Linked DNA regions of Sus scrofa: region 1 is linked to region 2. Evidence: chromatin contacts called from public Hi-C data. All regions are on one chromosome and are shown on one strand. The core of a region is the stretch at or near the end of the contact, and the rest is flanking DNA. Distances in the headings are between cores, read along the strand shown.

Evidence for each region. Hi-C and Micro-C count contacts between places; a contact is called where the count stands out from the background.
Region 1: a Hi-C map of retroperitoneal adipose tissue shows a contact between it and region 2, with 8 times the contacts expected there. The contact joins the promoter of CD300A here to the promoter of CD300C in region 2. A contact is called at or near these places in 1 of 5 promoter capture datasets (liver), 10 of 47 Hi-C or Micro-C datasets (alveolar macrophages, blood, embryonic fibroblasts and 7 more) and 1 of 2 datasets of contacts at active chromatin or transcription factors (alveolar macrophages).

What each region holds. Positions count from the first base shown.
Region 1 is chr12:6,677,893-6,684,155 of Sscrofa11.1, forward strand. CD300A (CMRF35-like molecule 8) reads right to left here and starts at 3,437. Exons shown (of 8, transcript XM_021066678.1): 1 at 3,077-3,437; 2 at 985-1,210. The coding sequence starts at 1,045.
Region 2 is chr12:6,630,223-6,635,911 of Sscrofa11.1, forward strand. It overlaps CD300C (CD300c molecule), which reads left to right and starts at 1,856. Exons shown (of 4, transcript NM_001244303.1): 1 at 1,856-2,298; 2 at 2,843-3,175; 3 at 4,097-4,241; 4 at 5,392-5,689. The coding sequence starts at 2,238. The coding sequence ends at 5,566.

The sequences.
Region 1 (6,263 bases), core at 2,187-4,686, 49 kb after region 2:
AAAAAAAAGCTAAAAACCAAGTGGCTGCCCTCTGAAGAGAACCCTTCACAGAAACACGTGCCCAATCCAGGACAAGGGAGGCATGATCCCTGCCACCTTGGTCCTGGGCATCATTCTGGCTAAACCAGCCCACGATCAATGAATGAGAGAGGAAACCAAAGGGACAGGGGACCCCCTATGCAGGCAGATCCCGTGAACACACGAGAACACATGAGAAGGTCAGTAGAAAAATGAGTGATGAGAGGAAGGCTAGTTTTGAGATTTACACACAAAAAGTCACAGCATTCCTAGAGACGACTAGTTGCCAAATAGAATTGATGAAAACATTCAGTTTGTAAGCAAAGCGACCCCCCCCCCAAATTAAATAGTCTAGGAATATTCTAGCAACCGCAGAAGCTGTCTGAGGAGAGCTGTGGATGCTCCAGGAGGCACAGGACGGAAATCTGTGCACGGAGGCTCTCTTCTTCCGAGGCAGCCCCCTCCTTCCTGTCCCACAGCTGTCCCCCCTCCCTATGCTCCCCCCACCCCCACTCCCACTCCCTTCTTTGGAGATCACTGGCCCACTGGTTCTCCGGCCCCAGCCCCTCAAGCGACCCTGGCTCTTCATTCACCTCCATATCCCTGAGACCTGCCCCCGTTGGTCCCAGGCCTACTCCATCCCCTGGAACCCAAGAACCAGAGATGCACTCAAGGTCACCCTGCCACCCATTCACGTGCGCCCTGCCTCTTGCCTCCTTCTTCCTGTAACAATTCATGTCCCAACCTGCAGACCTCCCACCTCTGTGCCCCATGGCAGCTCATTTAAGGCCAGGTGGGTGCAGAGGAGAGATAGAGCCTCGCCCCTGCCCCTCCCCCTCTGAGGTCTGTCCGTCTTACCCGGTGGACAGAGAGAGTCCCATTCGGGGTCCTGTGCTGAGTCAGAGCATCAGCCCTCCCCCTCGCACTCCCTCCCTCTCCAACCCTTCCTGGGCAGCCCACCCTCACCTGGGAGCCAGAGAAGCAGCAGAGCCGGGGTCAGCCAGGCGACCCAGTTCCACGGAGCCATCTCTCCTGCACAGATGTCACCTGCAGCAGCAGCAAGGCACCAGCTGGGCAGGAGGATTCAGTAGCGCCCCACCCGGAAACGGAGGAGGGTCAGGCCTCCAGGCTCCCACTTCCGCTTTTCTTCTCAGCTTCTTTGCTCAGCATCTTTTCATTTCTGTTCCTGGAGCTGGTGGGAAGATGGAAGTCGCTGAGGGGGAGAAGCCACCTGGGGCGCCTGACACACACGCAGCCCCTGTGGCAGGGTCTGTAGGTACTTCAGTGAGGAGACCCTTCCCAACCCCCACAGCTCACTTGCCCTTCCCTCCCATCCCCCAAAGCCACAGGTGAAGTTCCCTTCTGACCAGGCCAGTAACTCCCTTGGTTTCCCTGTGGTCCGGATGGTCAGGGTGAGCGCCCTGGGGGAGGAGCCAGGGCCCTGGGCGGGGCCCGCAGTGCGACCGCCCTGGGGGAGGAGCCTTTTCCTGAGACCCCGGGCTCAAGGCCCCGCCCCTCAAGTTGGCGCAAGGACCCCTGAGTGGTTTTCTTCTGCTACTGCTTTTTTTTGTGTGTGTGTGGGGGGGGTCTTTTTAGGGCCGCACCCACAGCATATGGAGGTTCCCAGGCTAGGGGTTTAATCAGAGCCGTAACCACCAGCCTACACCACAGCCACAGCCACTTGGGATCCGAGCCGCATCTGCAATCTACACCACAGCTCACAGCAACGCCGGGTCCTTAACCCACTGAGCGAGGCCAGGGATCGAACCCACAACCTCATGGTTCCTAGTCGGGTTCGTTTCCACTGCGCCACGAAGGGAACTCCCCCTGAATGACTTCATCTTGGAAAACATTCTCAGGTCTGTGACCTTCCTTCCTGTGAAGCCCCCACTGGACCCAGGAGGGCTGGGCACAGAGTGGGACTCAGTAGGCTTCCAGGGACCCCCTCCCCTTCCCCGCTCCACATACAGCTCACACACACACACACACACACACACACACTGTGTGCACACACAAACATACAAATACACATGCACCCACACAAACATGCAAACACATACCCACAGACACACACACACGTACCAACACATACACCCACGCTCACATATTCCTCGTGACAAGGGCCCCCAGCTTGCACAGAAGGTCCGCGTGAGGGTAGGAAATTAATCTTAACGTGGGACGTGTCACCTGAGAGCTTCCCGACATTAGCTCCAAGTCCCCAGATCGCCCTGCTCTTCCTGCTCTGGCTGTAAAGTTTCCAGAAATGTATATTTTTCAGTACAACCACGAAAAGCTATTGCTACAGTCTTGAATTGTCACAGTTAAGAGTGGGGAGCCCCCAGAATTTGTCCACTACCACTGCTATGACCTTGACCCAAACCTACAGCTCCTATAAAAGGTCAGTAGTAATAGATAATCTGAAGGATCAATAAGGGCCATAATTATAAAAATACTCAGGAGTTCCCATCGTGGCACAGTGGTTAACGAATCCGACTAGGAACCATAAGCTTCCGGGTTCGACCCCTGGCCTTGCTCAGTGGGTTAAGTATCCGGTGTTGCCGTGAGCTGTGGTGTACGTTGCAGACGTGGCTTGCATCCCATGTCGCTGTGGCTGTGGCTTAAACCGGAGGCTACAGCTCTGATTAGACCCCTAGCCTGGGAACCTCCATATGCAGCGGGCGTAGCCCTAGAAAAGACAAAAGAAATAAAAATTAAACTAAAATAAAAATAAAAATACTCAAATGTGAGGAAATAGTATACTCAAGCCAGTTTTGTTCCCTAAAGGAACAAGTCTTTACTTTAAGGAAAAATGATAGGAAAATAGGATTTCGCAGGGAGACATAGGCTTTATAAATAGTCTATAGGATGCACTTGTCTTTAGGGAGGTAGAGAAACACTTGAATTACGGCCAAGAGGAAAGGGCCAGGGGAATTGATCCTTGCCACACCCATCCTGCTCACCCTAACGTGTCCACAAACCCTAATGGAGAAACAGAATGACGCAAAGTTACCCCACAATGTCAGAAAATTAAGGAAGTGGCGCTTCCCCCACTGCTCACCTTTCTCAGGGCAGGTCCTTGGCCATAAAGCCTCTCACCAGGTCGGGGGTCCTCTCCCCAGGGTGGACGCATGGGCTGGGGTGGGGGACCGATGGTGATGGTGGAGGCTTCCTGGGCAGAGCGACAGCAGCAGCATTGGGTCCTGAGAACCGCAGGGCCCCAGGAGAGATTTGGGGGTGCTGAGCTCAGCAGCACCTCCCTCTCCAAGGCAGCACAGACTCAGAGGCGGGTGGCTCCCCTTCAGCTCTGTCTCTTCCTCCGCCTGAGCTCTCAGGAAAGCCAAGGGGGCCCCAGGGAGGGAGTGTCTTTAAGTGCAGCCACAAAAGCCAAGAGGCTGGGCCCAGAAGCAGGAAGCAGCTGGTGTCTGTGGCTGGCGGGGAGAAGAGGAGCTTGACAGCTGGCGATGGAGGAGGGCCTTCCCCAACCATGGGGCACCTACTACGCTTCAGGGGCCTGGCAGAGGTGGACTGCACCTGCTAGGGGTTTCATCACTACATGAGGAGTTCCTGTTGTGGCTCAGTGGGTTAAGGACTTGACCAGTATCCACAAGGATTCAGGTTCGATCCCTGACCTTGCTCAGAGGGTTAAGGATCTGGCGTTGCCTTGAGCTGCAGCATAGGCCACAGACACCACTTGGATCGTGGCTAGGGCATAGGCTGGCAGCTGCAACTCTGATTCGACCCCTAGCTGGCACCTTCCATAGGCCGTAGGTGGGGCCCTAAAATGAAAAAAAATCACTGCATGATCCACCCAGCAAAGGGACGGACTGCACATGAGAAGCAGTGAGGGGAGGGCGAGGGCACACGGAGGGCCGAGAGCCTCTGGTTTCCCTTCCACAGAAGCGTGGGTGAGGCCGGCATCTGAGGTGGGACCCCGCAGTGTCTGGCCCCGCCTTCCCCTACACCAGGACTCCCCACACGGCGCCCTCCTGCCCGCCTCTAGGGAAGCTGCCCCAGGGTGGCCTGACCTTCCAGGGGCCAAGGGAGCTGGACCGGCATGTCCCAGGGCATCCCACCACCCCAGGACCACTGTCCCCAGACAAGGTGATGGCCACAACAAGCTCTTCTGCTTAGGCCTGGACGTGCTGTGGTCGAGACAGAGAAGAAGGAGAAGCTGGGGGAGAGCAGGTGGGTGGCTGTCCCAGCCAGAGGCCTGAGAGCCCTCCGTGTCCCAGCCAGAGGCCTCCTGGAGGCTTCCTGTCCCCTCCTCCCAGGTGCCTGGACAGGAATTGAGACCTGCAGAGCCCACTGGGCAGCAATAGGGGTAGGGGTGGGGGGCTCAGCAGGGGCGGTCCCCCCCGGGGCTGCTCCTGGCTCTCAGTGTCACTCACAGTGACTGGGGCCCTGGAGTAGGAGGGGGGCTCTTCAAAGTCATTCTTTCATCCCCAGCTTTCTCCACGCCCCCTCCCACACTCCCTCATTCAAGACCAGCTCAAGCCATCTTCTCAGAAGACCCCTGCCCCACCTTCTCCAAGCCCCTCTTGTGCCTCTGTCCCCCGCAGTGCCTATTACTGCATTTTATCTCCTAAGCCACCCACGTGTCACCTGGTCACAGGAAGATGAAAGCAGGGATCACACCGGGCCCCCCTTGCCCCAGGCTCACGTGCCCACTGCACTTCCAGCGGGAGGGAGACTGATTGGAGATGGATCCAGAGAAAACCAGGCCACCCGGGCCTCTCTCATCCTCTTTGCCCAACTCCACTCCCAGGGAGCAGAAAGGACCAGAACGTAAAAGGATGCGAGCCCATTAAATCCAGCCCACTGAGCCCGAAGACACGAGTGTGTCCCCTAAGTTACCTCTCAACCAAAACTAGGTTCAAGCGGAGGCCAGGGGTCTGCACGCCAGGATGGGGAAGGAGCAACGTCATCAACAGCCCCCTCCCCACTCCCCAGGAACCACAAGCAGGGCAGGTGCCCACAGGGGCAGTCTTGTCCCAGCACTGGACTCCAGGGTCTCTGCTGAAATCCCTCCAGGGAGCGGGGCTGAGGGTGCAGGGTGGGGGAGGGGAGCCGGCCTCAGAGGACCCCTGACGGTGACAATGGGGTCAGGAGAGCAGGGAGGCCCCAAGCTGCATTCCTGCTGCTTGAGTGCCCTTGTGCCGTCGGTCGCTCCATCTGTGAAATGGGACTATTACTACTCACCGTGCCCCCTTCCTGGGAGGCTTAAAACAAGACCGGCCATGTGAATAAGCTGGTATATGCTTTAAGTCCCTGCTTCTGCAACACCCACCCTGTACAAGGCTCATTTCTACGCCTCGCATCTCAGGAAGATGAGGTAACTTACTTGCAAGACCCTGCATCTGTCCCTAGTAAAGGCCTAACTTCTGCTCAGCTGACCATGACTCAAAGGGCAGTGACCACAAAGGGGAGGGAGAGAGTGGCTTCGAGAAGGTGGCAGAAGGCACCCAAACTCCTTGACCCAGGAGCATGATGGGGAAGAGGGGGTTGAGCAACTGAGGCCACGGGAACCCAAACTGATAAACTTGTTAGGGAGTCCCCGGTTCTCCCTCCCCATCAGGGCCCCCACTTCTGCTCCCTCCTCCCTCCCAAGGGCAGCCCCAGGCAAAGGCCGACACAGTCCATGCTTCTCCTGCCCCTATGCTGACACGGGGGTGGGGATGGGGTTGAACCAGCAAGTGATTCCTTCAAAGACCTCTGGTAATCAGCTTTGAGGGGCACATTTGGCCTTGAGCTTGGAGGTGTGAGTTTCATTCTGAGGATGACCTCAGCTCCCCAGGCCTCAAGGTGGTCAGAAGCTTTGGCTCCTCCCCCCACCAACACCCCCATCCCTGGTGTGACCCCACTGCTCATCTTTCTCACATCATAGCGGCTTCCTCAAGCTGGTGGAACATGTGTGTTGCAAAAGGCTGCTGCGGGGAGTTCCCATCGTGGGTGAGTTCCCATCGTGGCTCAGTGGTTAACGAATCCGACTAGGAACCATGAGGTTGCGGGTTTGATTCCTGGCCTCGCTCAGTGGGTTAAGGATCTGGCGTTGCTGGGGCTGTGGTGTAGGCTGGCAGCTGTAGCTCCGATTAGATCCCTAGCCTGGGAACCTCCATATGCCGTGGGAACAGCCCTAGAAAAGACCAAAAAAAAGGCTGCTGCAGACCAGGCCAGGCAAGCATCAACGTTAAAGGCACCTGTAACGGGGGGCAGCAGGCTGAGTGTTACACGTGCTACCTGTTAGG
Region 2 (5,689 bases), core at 606-3,105:
ATATGGAGGTTCCCAGGCTAGGGGTCTTGGATTCGGAGCTACAGCTGCCGGTCTAGGCCACAGCCACAGCAATGCAGAATTCGAGTCACGTCTGTGGCCTATACCACAGCTCACCACAACGCCAGATACTTAACCCACCGAGCAAGGCCAGGGATTGAACCCGCAACCTCATGGTTCCTAATCGGATTTGTTAACCACTGAGCCATGACAGGAATTCCCAGAAATAATGTTTACTCTGGGTGTCCCATGACCAGGCAGGTTAACACATCAAGTAACGATTACAGCAGGAACTCACACCCAAAGCCGAGTACATTTCCTAAATTATTGTTGTCATCGCACTGTCTGTCTTTTGGATCTTCCAACCTCTCAGCACAGCCAGGACCTGGCAGAAACTGTTTTTAGGTCAATAATTTTAGTGGCTCATGGGTTAATGAGCCTGACTAGTATCCATGAGGATGCAGGTTTGATTCCTGGCCTTGCTACAGCTCCAATTCAACCCCTAGTCTGGGAAGCTCCATATGCTGCAGATGCAGCCCTAAAAAGACCAAAAAAAAAAAATTTTTTTTGGGGGTCACATCCCCCGGCATGCGGAAATTCCCAGGCCAGGGATCGAACCCTCGCCACAGCAGTACCCTGAGCCACAGCAGTGATGACACTGGGTCCTTAACCCACTAGGTCACCAGGGAACTCCCGCAAGAAGTGTGTTCTGGAAAGGAAGATGCTCTGGGGAAGTGAGAGAGAAGGGACAGGTCACAGTGAGTGGAGCTGACGTGGGAAACTGTGGTTCCCATCAAGTTTCTCAGTCTAGGTCACCATGGCCACCAGCTGCCTGACAAACCCCTAATTCTATTTCTACTCCAAAGATTGTGCTTCTCCCTTTGGCTGGCTGTGGGCCCCTCTCTGCCCTTCAAATCACTGTCTGGTGGAAAGACATGTGGACAGTTGTGCCAGAGAAATCTGGGCTCAGATCCTGATAACCATCGCTTATAAGATGCTTCTGTCAGTGTGTTTATTCTCTGCTCTGTGAGAAGGGTAGCTGGGAGGAAGAGAGGAATATATGTACTCTTATTTTGGGGGGAGTGTCTTCTCCATGTGGAAGTTCCGGGGCCAGGGATCGAACCTGAGCCACAGCAGTGACAAGTCGGCTCCTTAACCTCCCCTAAGCCACCAGGGAACTCTGATGTACTCTTTGATTTATAAATGAAAAATCCCTCCCACCCAAAAAATCAAGCAAACTTTCAGAAGAATAATTGCATGTTTTGGGGAGTTCCCGTCGTGGTGCAGTAGAAATGAATCCAACTAGGAACCATGACGTTGCAGGTTTGATCCCTGGCCTTGCTCAGTGGGTTAAGGATCTGGCATTGCCGTGAGCTGTGGTGTGGGTCGCCAGTTTGGCTCAGATCCGGCGTTGCTGTGGCTGTGGTGTAGGCCGTTGGCTATAGCTCCGATTTGACCCCTCGCCTGGGAACTTCCATGTGCCTCGGGTGTGGCCCTAGAAAGCCAAAAATAAAAAATAAAAGAAGAAGAAGAAGAAGGAAGAGTCAAAAGTGACATAAGCAGAGGCCGGGTGGAGCTGCTGTGCTTCTAGTCTGGGGCATCCGGGAAATCAAAGCCTATGGGATGCATACCCAGAACCCAGATGGGACTTGTGGAGGCATCTGAGGTCATGGTGCCAACTTGTGTGACCAGAAGAAGAGCTGGGGGTCCCACAGGGGCAGAGCTCTCGTGGGTGCCTGGAGCTGCAGTCTGAGGGGACACAGACCCTCTGGGGTCACCACCAAGGCCAGAGAGGAAGGATGAGGGTGGCACCTACTCTGGGGATTGTGCATCCTGACCCTAAGGAAGTGACATATCACAGAGGGCGGGGCCAGGGAAAGGAACCCAGCTTGGCCCTGCTGTGCGGGGGCCCCTGGGAGAAAGAGAGCAGCTGCCATGGGCTCTGGGGAGGGGACGGCTCCTCCCCAACACGGTGACCTTGGTCGTGTCCATTCACTGGATTGAGAGAAGCCCAGGGCTCCAGGTCCCAGGACCTGGCCCCACCGAGCTGCTTCTCTCCCGAAGCTTCCCGGGCCCTGGCCACCTTCCTGCCTGCTCATCCGACCTGACTCGGGCTGGACAAGGACGCACAGAGCCCCAGAAAAGCAGAAGTGAGGACTTGGGGTGAATCCTCTGAGGAGGCTCGACCTTGTCCCCTTCCAGGGTCTGGCACTGCTGCAGGGGACATCCGTGCTGGAGAGATGACCCCGAGGGTGGGGGCCGTGTGGCTGCCTTCAGCTCTGCTGCTTCTCCGGGTCCCAGGTGAGGGGCTCAGCCCTTTCTGGGAGAGCGGATGGGGCAGGGGGTGGCAGTGGGGAGGAGGGAGGGAGGGAGGGAGGGGAGGTGGGAGAGGGAGAGGGGGCAGTGGTGGGGGCAGGGAGAGGAGGCTGAGAAGCTCCCAGAAGGAGCCAGCACCTGCCTCAGCAGGGCCCACGAGGATTCAGGGCACAAAGCAGGTGAGTCTTGTTCACTGTGCTGGACAGAGCAGCTGCAGGGGGCACCTATGATGGTCCCACCCCAACTGTCACAGTCAGAGATGCCATCTTGGGGCACCACACACACACACACACACACACACACACACACACAGAGTGTCCCCATCCTGGGCCCTTCCTGACTCCACGGACACCCTCTCCTCTGTGAGGGGGAGCTGTTCCCCCCCCACCATCCTCCCCTGGAGCTGAGGAAAGGCCTGCCTGTAGCCTTGGCCTCCTCAGACCCCAAGGACCCTTGAGGGACCCTCAGCCCCAGGGCTCCCCCGACCCAGACCCACCTGGTGAGGAGCTGGACTCGCTGTGTCTTCCAGGCTGTTTGTCCCTGAGTGGCCCCCCAACTGCGATGGGCACCAAGGGGGGATCCCTGAGCGTGCAGTGTCGGTACGAGGAGGAATACATCGACGATAAGAAATATTGGGACAAATCCCCATGCTTCCTCTCGTGGAAGCACATTGTGGAGACCACGGAGTCAGCGAGAGAAGTGAGGAGAGGCCGCGTGTCCATCAGGGACGATCCTGCCAACCTCACCTTCACAGTGACCTTGGAGAGGCTCACAGAGGAGGATGCAGGGACGTACTGTTGCGGGATCACTGCACAATTTTCAGTTGACCCCACCCATGAGGTGGAGGTGGTTGTGTTTCCAGGTGAGCCCCGCACCCCTCCCCTCACACCCAGCACCAGGTCCCCCCGACTCTCAGGAAAGAAGTGGCACAGAAAGACTGGGCCGAGCTGGTGGGGAGGGGTGGCCAGTGGCCGGGGCCATGGGGCGTGTCTGAGGGTGCGTCTGCACACACATCTCCTTCTCCCAGTGGGGCCTGTCCTGCACCCGCACCCTGGCACTGTGCAGGCTGCAGTGTCCTGCCTCTGGGATCTATGTCCCTTGCTGTCCTCACGAGGGGACCTCCACTCTGAAGGGGACCTGGTGTCTCTTTCTGGACCTGGGCCAGGTCTGACCTACCCAGCAGGTGTCTACCACAGGGTTTGCTGGGCTCCTCCCAAGGCCCCATGACACTCAGGCTGACATGAGCCCGGGGCCCTGGGGACAGGAGATGGGCCTCACCCTGCAGCCTGGCGGGGCCTCCTCCAGAGCCCAGCCCTGCACTGGGCCTCTGCACCGCAGCCCCAGCTGCCAGCTCCCAGGAGACGCCCTGCTCTGTGCTGGCCCTCAGGGCACCAATGACCCCAGACTTTTCTAAAAGGACCTCTTGTGTTTCTGGAGGCTTCACGAAACCTCAAGGAAAGCACAGAAAGAGCCCCCCACCCCAGAGTGGGGCTTCCCATGTCCCTCTGGGGGACATCGCCCTGCCCCCCACCCCCAAGGTGGGCCCTACCTTTTCCTCTTTCTCTCGACTCTGCACCTGAAACGCCCACCTGGCCAGGTGCCCTTGGAGAGGGGCCGGAGAGGGGGGTCCAGGGTGCGGTCAGGCCTGAGTGTGGCTGCTGGACAGAGCACATCTGTCCAGATGGCCTGAGTGACCTTGACCGCATGAGTCAGAGCCATACCAGTGATGGAGAGTGGGGACCCCAGGGAAAGGCACAGGGCCTGACATATGCTCCTCCCTCAGCCCTCGGCACCAGCAGGCCCCCAAGCATGCCAGGGCCTCCCACGACCCTGCCAGCAACCACCTGGAGCTTCGTGTCTGAGCGGGAGACCATGGCCAACAACCTTGGAAAGGGCCCTGCATCCCAGGACCCCGGACAACACCCTCGGTAAGGGCCCGCATCCCAGGACTTGGCACCTGGGGGATTTGTCTTCCGGGTGAGGGATCAGGGTAGAGGGCTTCGTGTCTCCCACCTCCAAGTCCTTCACTCAATTCCGCACCTAACTCTGAAGATCCTTCTTCAGCTGATAGCCACTGGACAGGTTCTCGCTCTGACAAAAGTTGTTAGAGCTCCATTTCAACCCGTAGCCTGGGAACCTCCATATGCCCCAGGTGCGATCCTAAAAAGACAAAAAAAAAAAAAAAAAAAAAAAAAAAGATGTGATCTAAAGGAAAATTCACACCATGAACAAATGAACACACAGTCAGGGTATAAATCTGGCATTCTGTGATAAACACTATGGAGAAATATTGTGATTGGAGCTGCTCTTTAATACCCAATAATCAGGGAGGGCTGGCTGTGGCATTTGGGGAGCCAGCCATTCAGGCACCTACAGAAACTGGGGTCCAGGCGGAGGGAAGAGTGACTGCAAACACCCCACCAAAGGAGCCTCCAGGATCCCAGCCTGGCAGGGCAGGAGGCAGCGCTCTGGGCTGTGGGGGCCCCTGCACCCCGTCCCCTGTCTCCCCCAGGCCCTGGTCAGAAGTGTCATCTTCTTAAAGAACCCAGGCCTCTGAGGAGGGAGAGAACTCTGGGTGTGTGGGGGGGTGTCATTCATTTATTCCATCAACTCAGGTGGACTTTGAAGGGCTGCCTTGACTTTTGGAGGCACCAGGCGGGGACCAGTTTGTCCCCATGAGTAGAGCAAAGAGTCTCTTTCCCCGTGGGAAATGCTGTCTCCAGGAGAGCAAATGTAAAACAAATGACCCCATTATTGATGACTGTACCCCACAAAGGGTAACCCCCAAACGTGGAGGCTCACGAAGAAATCCTCCTCTGGGGTCAGGGCCTGGATCCCTGGGTCTGCCTCGCATCAGTCCACTGGCCATGACCTTCCTTGTGTCCAGGGTCCTCATCCTCCAGGGCGATGAAGCAGGGAGAGGGGGGCAGAGGTCCTGAGGGTGCGGCTGCCCCGACCAGAGTTGATCTTGCTGTGGACTGTCCTGGCCTTGGGACCTGGGCACAGGGGTTGGGGGCAAAGTGGAGGGTACCAAGCTCCTCCTGAGGTCGCCGCTCACTGTCATCTTGTCCCCCACAGATCCAAGCATCCCAGCATCCGCCTGCTGCTCCTGGTCTTCCTGGAGGTGCCCTTGTTCCTGGGCATGCTCGGGGCGGTCCTCTGGGTCCACAGGCCTCTGAGGAGCTCTGAGAGCAGGTCCGTGGCCATGGATCCCGTGCCCGGGAACACAGCGCCCTCTGCTGGATGGAAGTGAACGCGGACCGAAAAATTCAGGGTCGCGGTCTGTGTTTCCCTCAGAATACTCTGAAAAGGTTTTGGAAATTTTTTCTTGCACAGTATCACAAAAAGAAAAGAATATGCCTAATAAATGCCTACT